Regions from separate parts of the Mus musculus genome. Here all the other regions are linked to region 3. The links are chromatin contacts, called in public Hi-C and promoter capture Hi-C maps. All regions are on one chromosome and are shown on one strand. The core of a region is the stretch at or near the end of the contact, and the rest is flanking DNA. Distances in the headings are between cores, read along the strand shown.

What was found. Promoter capture Hi-C pulls out the DNA fragments that hold promoters and counts their contacts. Hi-C and Micro-C count contacts between places; a contact is called where the count stands out from the background.
Region 1: a Hi-C map of B cells shows a contact between it and region 3, with 5 read pairs. The contact joins the promoter of Tmem230 here to the promoter of Ciao1 in region 3. A contact is called at or near these places in 1 of 39 promoter capture datasets (pre-B cells) and 1 of 484 Hi-C or Micro-C datasets (B cells).
Region 2: a contact with region 3 is called in a promoter capture Hi-C map of liver, with 2.7 times the contacts expected there. The contact joins the promoter of Idh3b here to the promoter of Ciao1 in region 3. A contact is called at or near these places in 1 of 39 promoter capture datasets (liver) and 1 of 484 Hi-C or Micro-C datasets (embryonic stem cells).

The regions. Positions count from the first base shown.
Region 1 is chr2:132,246,036-132,250,871 of GRCm38.p6, reverse strand. Tmem230 (transmembrane protein 230) reads left to right here and starts at 3,084. Exons shown (of 4, transcript NM_027478.3): 1 at 3,084-3,299; 2 at 4,798-4,836. The coding sequence starts at 4,818. It overlaps Pcna (proliferating cell nuclear antigen), which reads left to right. Exons shown (of 6, transcript NM_011045.2): 5 at 975-1,098; 6 at 1,177-1,586. The coding sequence ends at 1,256.
Region 2 is chr2:130,281,654-130,286,269 of GRCm38.p6, reverse strand. Idh3b (isocitrate dehydrogenase 3 (NAD+) beta) reads left to right here and starts at 1,819. Exons shown (of 12, transcript NM_130884.4): 1 at 1,819-1,888; 2 at 2,022-2,099; 3 at 2,234-2,332; 4 at 2,441-2,561; 5 at 4,362-4,422; 6 at 4,500-4,616. The coding sequence starts at 1,853.
Region 3 is chr2:127,245,876-127,250,343 of GRCm38.p6, reverse strand. It overlaps Ciao1 (cytosolic iron-sulfur protein assembly 1), which reads left to right and starts at 2,528. Exons shown (of 7, transcript NM_025296.4): 1 at 2,528-2,862; 2 at 3,186-3,334; 3 at 3,631-3,742; 4 at 3,843-3,931; 5 at 4,420-4,468. The coding sequence starts at 2,724. It overlaps Tmem127 (transmembrane protein 127), which reads right to left and starts at 2,396. Exons shown (of 4, transcript NM_175145.4): 1 at 2,260-2,396; 2 at 1,535-1,852. The coding sequence starts at 1,778.

The DNA.
Region 1 (4,836 bases), core at 1,835-4,334, 5.0 Mb before region 3:
TGGGCATGATGTCTCAAACCCACAACTGTAGTACTCAAAGCTACAGCAGGAAGATTCTCAGCTTAAAGTCAACCTGGCAGAAAATCTAGCTCAAAAAGAATGAGGAAGAAATTGGGAAGGCAAAGGAAGATGTTCTCCGAGTCCTCCTCATTCAAGTAGAACATACTAGGCCTCTTTAATTTCTAAGTATCCCTGAATCGAGGCTTTTTCTCAGGAATCCAATGTATATTTCATGGCTACACTTTTTTTTTTCTTTTTTAAGTTTTGCTAGCTAGCCTGAGCATCAGAATTACACACAGAAGTCTGAACTAAATAGGATTTTTAGGGTTTAGTATAGTGAAATTCAGAGTGCTTACTGCAAGTATTTAAGGTAAATATAAGGTGTTACTTGGCCTCTGCATGAATTTAAAGTAAATGAAAGTGTAAGAATTCGAACATAGATAAACACACAACCCAAGAACTAGTTCTTAACCTTAATCTGCTGAATTATTTCTACTTCCATATCAACTTCAGCTCCTCAGTTCTCAAATACTGACATGTAATTCATCAGTATTTGTCTGATGTGCAAGCATTTCCACAACAAAAGAAATTAAGGAATTTTTCAGTATCCACATGTTCAAGGATTGGGAATTGAATAAAATTGATAATCATACAATGAAGACTGGTTTACTGTCCCTTAGCTTGCATTCAGCTGTTGGTTCTTGTTTTTGGAAGTGGTTATGTGTTATCTTCCTCTCTTCATGCATTCTTTGCAAGAGAAGTATGTACAATCTGAATAGGAACAACTTTCTCCTTTGTTTTGATTGCTTGGGGTGTGGCTCTACAGGATGGGCAAGCTAGACTTTTTTCTTCTTTAGTCAAGGTTTTCATCAACCCTTCCAAAATGATAACTATTTGTTTTGCTTTGTGGTATAATACCGTGATCTAATAGTGTGAGTTTCTGATGTCTACAGTGAGCCTGTTTTCTCCTCTAGGTAACCATAGAGATGAATGAGCCTGTTCACCTAACGTTTGCTCTGAGGTACCTGAACTTTTTCACAAAAGCCACTCCACTGTCTCCTACAGTAACACTCAGTATGTCTGCAGATGTGCCCCTTGGTAAGATGATAAGTTTGAACATTGTTTTGTAATGTGGTATTTATAGTATTCGGTGGTTTAATTTTTCCTGTCTTTCAGTTGTAGAGTATAAAATTGCTGACATGGGACACTTAAAGTATTATTTGGCTCCCAAGATTGAAGATGAGGAAGCATCTTAGGCATTGCTAGAAATTGAGAAAACTAAACCTTTGAAGATTGCTCCTGAGATGCCAGCGTGTCCTGAGGTCTTTTCTGTCACCAAGTTTGTACCTGAGTATTCTTAAATATTAAAATAAAATATGTAGATATCTTCTGTAAATAACCTACTTTCTTTTCTCTCCATTCTCCATAATTTGCTTAAAGAATAAGCTCCAAAGTAAAAACTAGTTTTGTTAACATGAATGTTTCTGCTTTACAAATACTGGTGATTTTCATCAATGATCTTGACGCTAAATGCAGTTTTAAGAAATATTGTTCAATTTAAATAAAGTTAACAATTTGAAAAGTCATAGAGCAGTGCCGCCTTTGTACCATGGCTACTGAATAGTTATACCCTGTTAGGTAAATGGGCTTTTGTTCTCTCTTCCATCGTGGAGATAGCAATAAAAAAATGTTTCTCTTGAGTTTATGTAATTACGTTGTGCAAAGTTTTCTGGTAGCCTTGTTTGGGATGTAGCTCTTTTAAAATACAACTTTAATGGCAGTGCAGGGGGTGGGGTGGATAAATCTCTCCCTAGGCCAACCAGGACTACATACAGTCCATCTTGAGTGAAGCAAAGGCCCAAACTTCGTGGCTACTTGATCCAAGAAGGGTTAAAAAGGCCCTGTGGTTTTGATCATGATATGCTACATAAAACTAAAGAATATTTGAGTATATTTATTGTGTATGTGTGAGGCTCATGTGGGGGTCAGGACAATTTTATAGGAATTGGTATACCCCAGCACCCTGGCTTCCAGGGGTTGAATGAAGTTCTTCAAGCTTGGTGACAAATTATCCTACCTCCCCTCTCAGTTTTTATGTGTGTGTGTCTTTTGCAGGTATGAGTGAGCATGCGTGTGTTAACCTGGTTTGGTGTGGGGAACCATTTTCAGTTCTTGCTATATTTCAGCAGGATCTCAAACCATGGCTAGTATAGAGCCTGTTTGCTCTGTTCCGGGAGGCCACATTTGAAGGCCTTTAAATACTAAGCTCTATCTGTGGACCCCAAGATATTTTTCCTTTGTATTTCATGTTTGACAGTATGTAGACAATACAGCTTTGTTCTGGGAGGTTGTTGGTTAGAGCTCATGCCTAGTAGCTACAACTGTTCAATACTTTGAGCCAATTAAGTGCAGAAGGAAGTAGCCTGCAAATACTGCTCTCAGAGAACTCTGGAGTGGTGGGAATGCTTTATCAAGACGTCACTTTCATGAGGATGAATGTTAGAACTCAGCTGTGTCTGGTAGGTAGGACACTTACCTGGGTAGTGTTTAATAATCAGGTAGTAATAACAAGATTTTGGGGCTGTGAGAACGCTAATTAGTGAGTGGTGACCAGTGTCAGCATAGGGGTGTTTAGGACAGGGCAAGATTCCTGGTGGGTATCCCTTGTCCACCCCTCTGGATACCCAGGACTCTGCTGTGCACCGATGTGGCCATGGGGTCAGGACTGGAACCTCAACAGTTTTGCTGTGAACTCGATCCTGGTGGGTGAGACCCTAAGTACGCGCCCGCCCACCCTATGGAGGTAGCAGGTCCTGGTCACCAGGGCAAAAGCAAGCCGCTACCCGGTTGAGCATGGTGGCATTCGCCATTTGTCCCAGGCAAACCTTATGTTCGAGGCCAGCCTAATCAGCATCCTGAGTTCCAGGACAGCCTGCGCTACGTAAAGAAACGCTACCAAACATAAAACAAGACAGCAATGAAGCCCTCCAGCCATGTGCCCTGGAAGCAAGATTCGATGACACGATTTCCTGGTGACAGCACTTCCGGTGCGCCTCTATCCGCCACGTCACTTCCGCTGGGCTGTCCTTAAGACCGCCCCTTCCGCTTGGCTGTTGAGCGAGCCTTGCGAGCGCGCCTAACGGAGAACGGGGAGCGCAGCGCGGGTAGGGGGCGGGCGCGCGCTCCCGGAAGCCAGCCGCGAGACCTGGCCCTGCCACCGAGGCTGCTTCCCGGAGACAGTTAGTTCACGTTGGCGGCGGCGGAGGGCGACGAGAGGTTGTCCACAGCGCCACGCTTAGGTCCTTGTGGGCCCGGGAGGGTGGGCAGAAATCGTGGTGGGGCCGGTAAAAAGTGTAGCAGAAACTTGGGCTGATAGTTTTTTAAGTTGTCATTTACTATGTGATAACGCCACTCTAGAATCCCTTGCTAAGAAAAACAAATCTTCCCATTTCGTTGTCGTGCTGCAACGTTTTTGTTTTGGTGCGAGTTTATAAGTGGAAAGTACATAACTTTATAACTTGTAATACAAATCAGGCATGGTTTAATGCTTCGAAAATCCTGCTTATTGGTAGCTTCAACTTTTAGATATGAGGAATTAAACATGTTATGGGATGGCAACATCAAAAACCTAGTACCTAAGGTTTAGAAATGTAAATGGATTCCCGTTGCTCCTTTTTAGTACTTCTGAACTAGGATGTAATTAACCAAAACGCAGAAACACTTGACACCAGTTTTTTGCATGCTAGTTACTTAAGGTCGACTGTAATACCAGTGTCTGGCAGCTCATTAAGATCGAAAAAATATCACATGCCATTGTGGAGATTATGTGCAAAACATCACACCAGTGAAGGCCACTTAGTTTTCTTCTTAAAGATGGACTTTTTGCGTTTAGAATTCAAATGCCATTGCAAATAAAATAGTCTGTTTTGTTTACATAATTGTATGACTTTATAAAGAATCCACACATTTCATTTATGGTAGGGGAGAGTGTCTGGTCTTCCTATGTTGCCCAGACTGGCCTCCAACTTCGTATATCCACACCTTTCTTCCCAAGTAGTTGGGATTAGAGTAACCTACTGAAGTACTGAGCTTAAATTTCAAACTTTTAAGATTTAAACGTCATTGCTTTTAAATTTTACCTACTCTCAAATAATTCAGTAGTTATGATTTTTATTATGTCTGTCTGCTTTGAATAGTTTGAGTAAAACGGATTTTTAGATCCGTTTTTTCAGGAGCTACATGATGTGGAATGTAAACTCACTTGTTTCATGCTTGGGATGGGAGCAGAGAGGCAGGTGGCCGTGGATGTCTAGTGTGGTATGGATAGCCAGGGCGTTTCCCACATGGATAAGAATTTGTACATAGAACCGTACCACACCTAGAAGTAGACACGATGCTGATGTGTGTGTCATTCCTTATCCTCCTCCTCCTCCTTTCATGGCAGACAAAAAAGTTATGTGAATTTATGCTCCTGAGGAAAGTTAAGGGGTAGGCAGTACTGTAAGGGAGGGGTTGAAAATGTGAACATTGGACTTTAGAAAATTAGGCCAGAAACATCGGTAGCAGATTGAACAGAGCCTGATTCTTGGTGAAGTGCCTTTGGTGTCTTTCTGTGAAGTCAACCTAGATCCATAAAGGAAGCATGCTTAGTGTGTACAAGAAGTGTCGGGTCACCGTAAGCAGTGAAACGCCTAAGCTACCATGGGTAGCATGTGGCACAGCAGCTCGGAACAGTATCTGACATCCTTTCCTGGGCTGTACTGGGACTGCTGCAGACAACAAGTCTTTCCCTTTCAGACTAGCTGTGTTACTCTGTTATGATGCCGTCTCGTACCA
Region 2 (4,616 bases), core at 570-3,069, 3.0 Mb before region 3:
AGAAGACCAAGCCATAGAGAAAGCAAAAGTAGAAGTTTTATCTTTTCGAATTGGGAGAGGCCCTAAAGCTGGGAGTCCACTATATTGATGCTGTTTGTGTATTTTTAAAAATATTTATTTTATGTGTATGCCCTTGAGTGTATGTATGTGCATCATATGCATACAAGGGTCAGAAGAAGTATTGGATCCCCAGGAACTGGAATTACAGATGGTTGTGAGCTGTCATGTGGGTGCCGGGAACAAAATCTGGGTCCTCTGCAAGAGCAGTAAATGCTCGTAACTACGGAGCAGCCTCTACCCACCCCCATGTATCTGCTTGTGTACTTTATAGGGCCCTAGAGTCTTCTCCCTGATGGTCCTGCTCAGATACCTGATGTGCCTTGAGTGAAAATGGCCAGTTTGAACTGGAGAGAGAGAGAGAGAGAGAGAGCCCAGCTGCTTCCTGATCTTGCTGCCGTCCCTTCCCCTCTGTGGTGACTGGGGTCTCCTGGAGCCATGAGCTAAAGTAAATCTGTTCTTTCGAAAGCTGCTTTTGTCTGTGTTTTGTCCCAACAATGATAAAAGTAATTGATACAAGTCCATTAGGCAGGCATGGGGTACACGCCTTTAATCCTAGCACTTAGAAAGCAAAGAGGCAGGTGGATCTCTCTGAGTTCCAGGTCAGCCTGGTCTACATAGGAAGTTATAGGTCAACCAGGGATATAAAGAGAGATCCTGTCTCAACAAAACATACATGCCTGTTCTGATACACTTTCCGTGTAGCACTCAATAAATTATATGAGATACTCAACATTCTATTATAAAATAGACACTGGGTTTAGCAATCTAATGGAGTTTTGAGAGGAGATGATATAGAGGACCCGCCCCCCATCCAGGATCCCTGGGGACATAACTAAGCAGCTAAATCAATGTCAGTAACTCTTTATTTCCAGAAGTAGTGGGAGAGAAACTATCAGCTATCATGATGAATGAGTTTTCTGTTTACTGCATGAGAACAAATTCATGAGTGAAACACACACAGATCTATAATCAAACTATTGAAAACACACCATTTCACCTGTAATACATACATGGCTAGAGGTGCCCTGCAGGATAGTTATAATCTTCATCATATGTACAAAGGAGAATGTACAGGGATATACACAGCAATGTTGCTGAGAAGAGCCCAAATCAGATTTCATACTAGGTATCTGCCTATTTAAGAAAGGATTAAGCAATTTAGTAAATTTAAATTATAGCATACTATACAGTGGAGCAAAAGAATTAGCTTTTATTTTTCAGCTTCTTTTTTTTTTTTTCCAGGATGTGGTGGTGCACACCTTTAATTCCAGCACTTGGGAGGTGGAGGCAGGCGGGTCTATGAGTTTGAGGCCAGCCTGGTCTACAGAGCTACCTCATCAACTCCAAGTTAGTTTTCTTATCATAACCAGTTTTCTTTGTAATCTGAATTATTTTACCTATTTAAAAGAATTCTAAGTGACTAACAGTGAGTACTAGTTAAGAGAATAACGCATAACAGAACATTCAAACATTCACAAATTCCCAAGACTTCTCAACTTATTGTTAAACTCACATCCTTGTTCAATACTTGGCCATATATATTTGGATGTTGTTTTGAATTTTCAAGAGAAATTAAATCTGACGAGTGAAAACAAAGCAAACAGACAAACTGGTTGTGTGTCCTGTGACCCTACATTACCAAACAGAAGGAGAGAACTCAAGTGAATCCGTACACACCGCCGATTGGTACGGGAGAAAGAACCGCCAAGCTCGCCAGGGCTGACAGGAAGTCCAGCTCCCACGACCGCGCTCGCTTCCGGCGTCACTTCCCCCGCGACTTCCTCGGCCGAACATGGCAGCGCTGAGCAATGTCCGCTGGCTGACCCGAGTGAGGCCCGGGACGACCTGAGCGGAGGGTGGGCGGGAGAACAGAGGGTTTGTCCGCGGTTTCCAAAAGAAGGCAAGGTCATCGCGGTGTAAGGGGCCGCGGTGTCCCCGATCTGACCTTGTGTCTGTCGCAGGCGGTGCTCGCCGCTCGGAACTCCGGGGCATGGAGAGGTCTCGGAACATCTACGGCTCACGCCGCTTCCCAGAGCCAGGTACGCTTGAGTCCAGCTTCGTTCTCGCCCATCCTTGTCGCCTCCTTGCCGCTCCCCTGGGTTTCCCCTCCCCACCTCTTTCCCTCTGACTCCCACTTCTGCCCCTGCTCCATCTCTGCTGGCCCCACTCACAGGCACAAGATGTGAGGGTGGAGGGTGCCTTTCCTGTGACCATGCTGCCTGGAGACGGCGTGGGGCCAGAGCTCATGCATGCTGTCAAGGAAGTGTTCAAGGTGAATAGCCCGGGGCGGGGGATGGGTGGCGGATCAGGCTACAGGGATGGATGGGTTGTTGGAAAGTTCAGACCTGACCCAGCCCTGTGCTTGGACTTATCCCTGAAGGCTGCTGCTGTCCCTGTGGAATTTAAGGAGCATCATCTGAGCGAGGTGCAGAATATGGCTTCTGAGGAGAAGCTGGAGCAGGTGCTGAGTTCCATGAAGGAGAACAAAGTTGCCATCATTGGTTTGTATGGCACTCTGTCATTTAAGAGCAGTGTTCATAAAGCCCCTCTCTCTGCAGTGTGTATATATCAGTTTTCCAGACTGGCCTCTACTGACATTTAGGAATTTGTTTCTTCTCAGTGGCAAACCAGGAGTTAGTGATGTCAGGAAGGGGTTGGGACCTGCTGAGGCTGTGTCACCGGGGTCAGACCCTGTTAGTTGTGTCTGCGTGCCCATTCTTTTTTGGTTTGTTCATTTATTGTTTGTTGTTGTTGTTGTTGTTGTTGTTAGTTTTTCCAGGTAGGGTTTCTCTGTGTAGCCCCGGCTGTTCTGGAACTCTCTGTAGACCAGGCTGGACTCGAACTCACAGAGATCTGCCTGCCTCTGCCTCTCTGCTCTCTGCCTCTGCCTCCCAAGGGCTGAGATTAAAGGCACGGCCACCCTAACCCAGTGTGCGCTGATCATTCTAACCACTCCATTTCTTCTCTTGTGCTGTTTTATTCCCCATATTGGATTTTTAAAAATTTATTTATTTATTTATTTATTTAGCTTGTAGGTTTCCTCCTATAGACCCACTTTCTTGGACAGCCTCACTTGCAGGGCCAGCTTTTGCAGAGGAAAGTCAGTTCTTTATAATCTGGCCCCTGATGTTCCTGTTTTCCTTTCTACAATTTGTTCTGTGCGTTGCTCACAATCCGCTGTCCTAATTGTCCTGTATATGTCACTGTGTCACCTATCAGGATCTCCACTCACTTGTGGCATTAGTTTCCTATGACTGCCATTGGATGCTACTGAAAATAACATATATAATTCAGTTCCTGAAGCTACAGTCCCTCTAAGTTCCTTGGGGCAAGTTTGATCCTCACCAGCAAAATACCCAATTTCCTTTTCTTGTTTTTTCTTTGTGCACAACTACTATCAAATGGCAATCAACCAACAACCCCTCTCTGCTTCTCAGGACCCTAACATTTCTATACCCTCTTGAAAAGCTCCCACAATTCTAAATGTTACATAATCACAAAAACTACCTGATCCCAGGCAAAACCACACCCGGCATGAGGCAAATCTTAGTCAACTGCTGTGAAGAGTCTGAAGCAGACCTGTATCCCACACCTGGGAATAAAACAAAAACATAGTCTCATAACATTTCAGTGGATTTTTTTATAAAGAAACCAAAATTCTCACTATAAAATCCTCATTTATAGTTTCTCCCTGCCGCCTCCCCCCCCCCCCCCCCAAATAAAGTCATGTTTATGGTTTCTTGGTGTAAGCTCATGGGCCTATCATTTGGGGCCTATCACTGGTCAACTCACTGAAGGTACTTAACCAGGAACTAACTACAGTAAGTACCAGCTTTTCTGTAACATTTCATATGACCAGAGGGCTTCCTCTTCTGTGTTCCTAAGCTTAGTTCCTGTCATCCCTACAGAACTTATGTTGTCTTTCTCGTTGAGGGCAGGAGTTTGTGGTTTTGACTGATACCCTGTTGCCTTACATACATAGTCAGTTTTCAGTAAGTAGTAGCTGAGATAATGCAGTCACTAGACACCCTTGCTTTTCAGCTTGGCATTAAACCAGGTTCTTTGATTTAAAAAAAAAAATAGCTCTTAGGTCATTTAGGAATTTCAACATAATGTCTAAAATTAAAGCATTATGCTCAGTTCATCTAATTTTCACCACATTATTCTCCTTTGCCTCTTGCCACTAGAAATAAAAGGGTTGAGGGGTTTGGGAGTGGAAGATGGGAGTCTAGGTTGTATGAAGTCAGTGGGGAGACTGGACACTAGTCTAACATTACTTCTCCTCTACTTTGTTGTCCCAGGAAAGATCTATACCCCAATGGAGTATAAGGGTGAACTAGCCTCCTATGATATGCAGCTGAGGTAGGTAGATGGGTAGGTGTGGGTCTGAGGAGTGCTGGGCACCGGGCACAAAGCAGATGATGGCTGTCTACTCTCAGGCGTAAGTTGGATTTGTTTGCCAACGTAGTCCACGTGAAGTCACTTCCTGGATACAAGACTCGGCACAACAATCTAGACCTGGTTATCATTCGAGAGCAGACAGAAGGGGAGTATAG
Region 3 (4,468 bases), core at 1,279-3,778:
GACCCGCAAAGGACAAGCATCATAAACTCTTTCCCAGTTTGTGGTGACACTCAGCTCCTGAAACAGAAACACCATGGTATCAAAGCCACAAGGCCTGAATGAAGGTGAGCACAAAGAAATGGAAAGGCATCCAGATTCAAACTCCACAGCCTTTGCGCCATCAGGTATATGCTAAAGAACACCTCTAGCCAGCCTATAATCTTGGTCTTTTTTTTTTTTAAGGTTTATTTATTTATTGATTACATGTAAGTACGCTGTAACTGTCTTCAGACCCTCCAGAAGAGGGAGTCAGATCTCATTACGGATGGTTGTGAGCCACGATGTGGTTGCTGGGATTTGAACTTCGGACCTTCGGAAGAGCAGTCGGGTGCTCTTACCCACTGAGCCATCTCACCAGCCCCAATCTTGGTCTTAAAGAGACAAACTCAGGAAGAGGGTAAAAAATATCTCAACCAGAAGCTTTCATCCTGTTTTCTATAAAAAACCATCCTAAAGTCTTGAATGTGCAAATATGCAAAGAGAAGCAAGTTGTTCAAGAACTCACCTCCAAAGACACCACCAGGTGACAGGATAGGGCTTCTCAGCATAGACCTACAGCAGGGTTTTTATTTCAATGCAGAGGGGGGCGCTGACCTTTTCACCAAATCCTAGGGCCTGAGCCATTCATGAGACACCTTGCACATATCTAATAGGAACATACTAGAACTAAAGAGTGTCAAAGAAGAAAGGTGAGGACTTTTGAGACTAGTTCAAAGGACTTGAAGGCAACAAGATGTGACCATTGGGTCCCACTGACCACTTTTATGTTTAAAATCAGGAAGGACATTTCTGCTTTCATACTGCACAGCCTTTCTCCTCACTCCTAGAAACCGAGGAGGAGCTAGGAGGCTCCTGAGTCAGGCCCTCCTCTAAGCCCTAGACTCCTATCTCATCCAATAAACAGACCAGATGCTTTCTTCTGCCTGCTAGTCTGGGAAATCTGTTGATGAATAAAGCAACCGTCTTAATATGGCATACCTGTAAAGGCATGGAAAACCAAGTTTCAACTGTTGAAGGTGTTAATAGAACTGATATCTGATGACCTGGGATGCCACAAGTCCCCTCTATTGTAAATCCAATTATCATAGAATACTAAAATGTCTTTTACAATTGGTCACATTAACAGTTCTGATTTCTCCATCGATCGAGCTGCCCCAAACGACTATTCTGCATCTCACATGTCCGTTAGAAAGGGGAGGCTAATTGTAATACCTGACAAACACCCTTTTTTCTTCTACCTACCTCTGGCAGAAACCTAAAATAGCAGCAGTTTGGATTAGCATGACGGTGAGGAGTAGGTGCTTGGCTGAATAACATCAAAATTAATGAGAGGCTAGACCCCCAAACAGAGCCACCTGGTGGGCATGAACACCAAGCAAGAATGGGGCTGTTTCCTTTGACAAATGACTGCCTCTGGCTATCTATACTTCAGCCAGCCTCATATCTGTTCTGCACCGCCCCTCAAGCCAAGAGAGCAGGAGCTCAGCGCTCTCACCTTTTAGCAGATCCGGGTTTACATAGCCCAGCACGTCCGAGACCCCCAGCTCCTGGCGGGAACAGGTGCCTCCATGGATGTGCAACCAAGCGGGCTCCGCGAGGGCAGTGCACAGCGCTGTGATGGACAGGGCGCCAGGCAGGGCCGAGGCCAGGCTCCGCTCCGGCTGCTTGGGAAGAGCGCTGCTTCCCGGGCTTCTCCGCCGGCGCCCTCCCGGCAGCCCGGCACCTCCAGGGGCATACATGCCCGGGGCTGCCCGCTGTAGCTCTGCGGTCGTTGGTGGTGGCCGCCGACCTCAGCGGGGCGCGCAGAGCCTGTCTGTACCCAGGTGGAGAGCAACGCAATGGGCGGCTGGCCCGGAGCTGTCAGGGCCCGCACCAGAGACTGCGGGGTGGGACCCAGGGCTGAGCACAGACCAAAGGACTGCGGGAATTCGGGGGGCGGGGACCGAGGGCTCTGGATGAGGGGTGCTGGATCAGGGCTCGGAGATGGCAGGGGACTACATTGGCTGTAGACATGCCAGGATGAACGGGCGGAGGTACTGGGGGGCCGGGGGAGGGGATCGGCTACTGGCAAGGGGACCGGAGGAGACTTGGACCAGGGTTATCAGACAGAGGGGTGCTGAGGGGCGGAGGATGCAGCTGGGCCGCCGAGATCGGGAATCCGCACTTTGGGGTGCGACCTAAGCCTCAGTAACCCTCCCTACTCTAGTCCCTGCTCCTCACCGGTCAGCAGGCCTCAGGGCTGGGATGGCGCCGCTCCGCCCGGTCACAGGCTTCTTAGCTGCCCGGGCCAAACGATCCCAGGCCCCAAACCCGCAACGCCCAGACGGACCCTGGCCGATGCACTTCCGGCTTCCTCCAACCCCACCCCACCCCCGCCTCCTTCTTCTCCGGCCCTCCGCCCTGCCCTCCGTGCGCGTCACTGTGTGCGCGCGCCGCTTGTTCTTGCGCAGGGCATCAGGGTACTGGTAGTTCCGGACTGTCCCGCGAGGCTTCCAGTTACGGAGGATGAGGGGAGTGACTACAAGTCCCAGAAGGTCACGCGGCGTCAACAGCGGGCACGTCAATTCCTAGGGCGACATATTTTGCAGAAGCTGTACATCTGACGGTCTCAAGGTTCTATAGTGCCCAGCGCGTTTGGCGCGTTGCTTCTCTCGGTGTGCTCTCCTTACCCTAAAACAGTCGCCATGAAAGATTCTCTGGTACTGCAGAGCCGCGTCCCGGCGCACCCGGATTCCCGCTGCTGGTTCCTGGCCTGGAACCCCTCGGGGACCCTGTTGGCTTCCTGCGGAGGCGACCGTAAAATTCGCATCTGGGGCACCGAGGGTAAGGCCTGGCTTGGCTTTGTGGCCCTGGTGCCGAGGAAAACACTACTCTGAAAAGTGTCGGGGAAGGAGTGTGCCAGCGTCAACAGAGGCTGGAATTGTTGCGGGAACTGGGATATTTGCTGCGGGAACTGGGATATTTGCTGAGGTAGAAAAATGAGGAAAGTCGCCTGAAGAGCAGTTTAACAGTTTCAGAATCTTGATCGGTTGCATCGTAGTAATAATGGTGACTGACTTTGTCCCAGCAACAGGGTCCCACTTAAAGTACTACTTAGTGAATGGCATCGATGGCGCTCCAAAGCCTAGCCTGTTCTCTGCTTGCAGGTGACAGCTGGATTTGCAAGTCTGTCCTTTCTGAAGGCCATCAGCGCACCGTTAGGAAAGTGGCCTGGTCCCCGTGTGGAAATTACCTGGCATCTGCCAGCTTTGATGCCACCACTTGTATTTGGAAGAAGAACCAGGATGACTTTGAGGTAAACAGGTTGGATGGGAGCAGTTTATTACCTGTTTGCACCCCAGGGCTTGGTCATATTAGTTACAGCCTTAACTTAATTTCTACACTATAGAAATAGTAGCTGAGTATGGTAGTTCATGACTGTAATGCCAGCATTTGGGACACTGAAGCAGGATGATTGCTGTAAGTCCACCAAGGTCATCCTGCTATAGAATGAAACCCTTTCTCAAACAACAACAAAACTGCTCTCTTAGATATTTTACTAGGGCTTAGGACTCTTAGCTGCCATTAACTCAATATCCTTTCCCTTTCCAGTGTGTGACCACTCTTGAGGGCCATGAAAATGAGGTCAAGTCAGTGGCTTGGGCCCCATCTGGCAACCTCTTGGCTACCTGCAGCAGAGATAAGAGCGTGTGGGTCTGGGAAGGTGAGTCTAGGTGCCTCTGGGTACAGCAGGAAACCAGCTCGCTGGCTTTCAGCTTTGTCCCTGACTGGTCACCTCTGGGTCTAATTTGTTCCTCCCACAGTTGATGAAGAGGATGAGTATGAGTGTGTCAGTGTCCTCAGCTCTCATACGCAGGACGTTAAGCACGTGGTTTGGCACCCGAGCCAGGAGGTAAGAGTGAGACAGGGTGGGAAAGAACCTGCTGTGGAGGTTTGTGCCCAGCCTGCCTCCACTCTTCAGAACCACTCTTGTTCTTAGAGGGATCGCTGGGACTGTCCTGCTCTGACAGGGTTTGATATGGGAACCATTGTATCTTAGTTTGGGTTTGATTGCTGTGAAGAGACACCATGACCAAGACAACTCTTATAAAGGGAAACATATAACTGAGTCTGGCTTACAGATTCAGAGGTTTAGTCCACTTTCATCGTAGCAGGAAGCATGACAGCATGCAGGCAGACATGGTGCTGGAGAGGGAGCTGAGAGTTCTGCATCTTGATCCAGGCTGCTAGGAGAGGGTCTCAAAGTCTACCCACAAAGTGACGTATTTCCTCCAACAAGGCCACACCTCCTAATAGTGCCACTCCCCGAGCCCAGCATATTCAAACCACAGGCACCTCCTGGACCATATAGATAGTTGCTGGGTCTCCTTTCTCTTTCAGCTTTTAGCTTCTGCTAGCTATGATGACACAGTGAAGCTATACCAGGAAG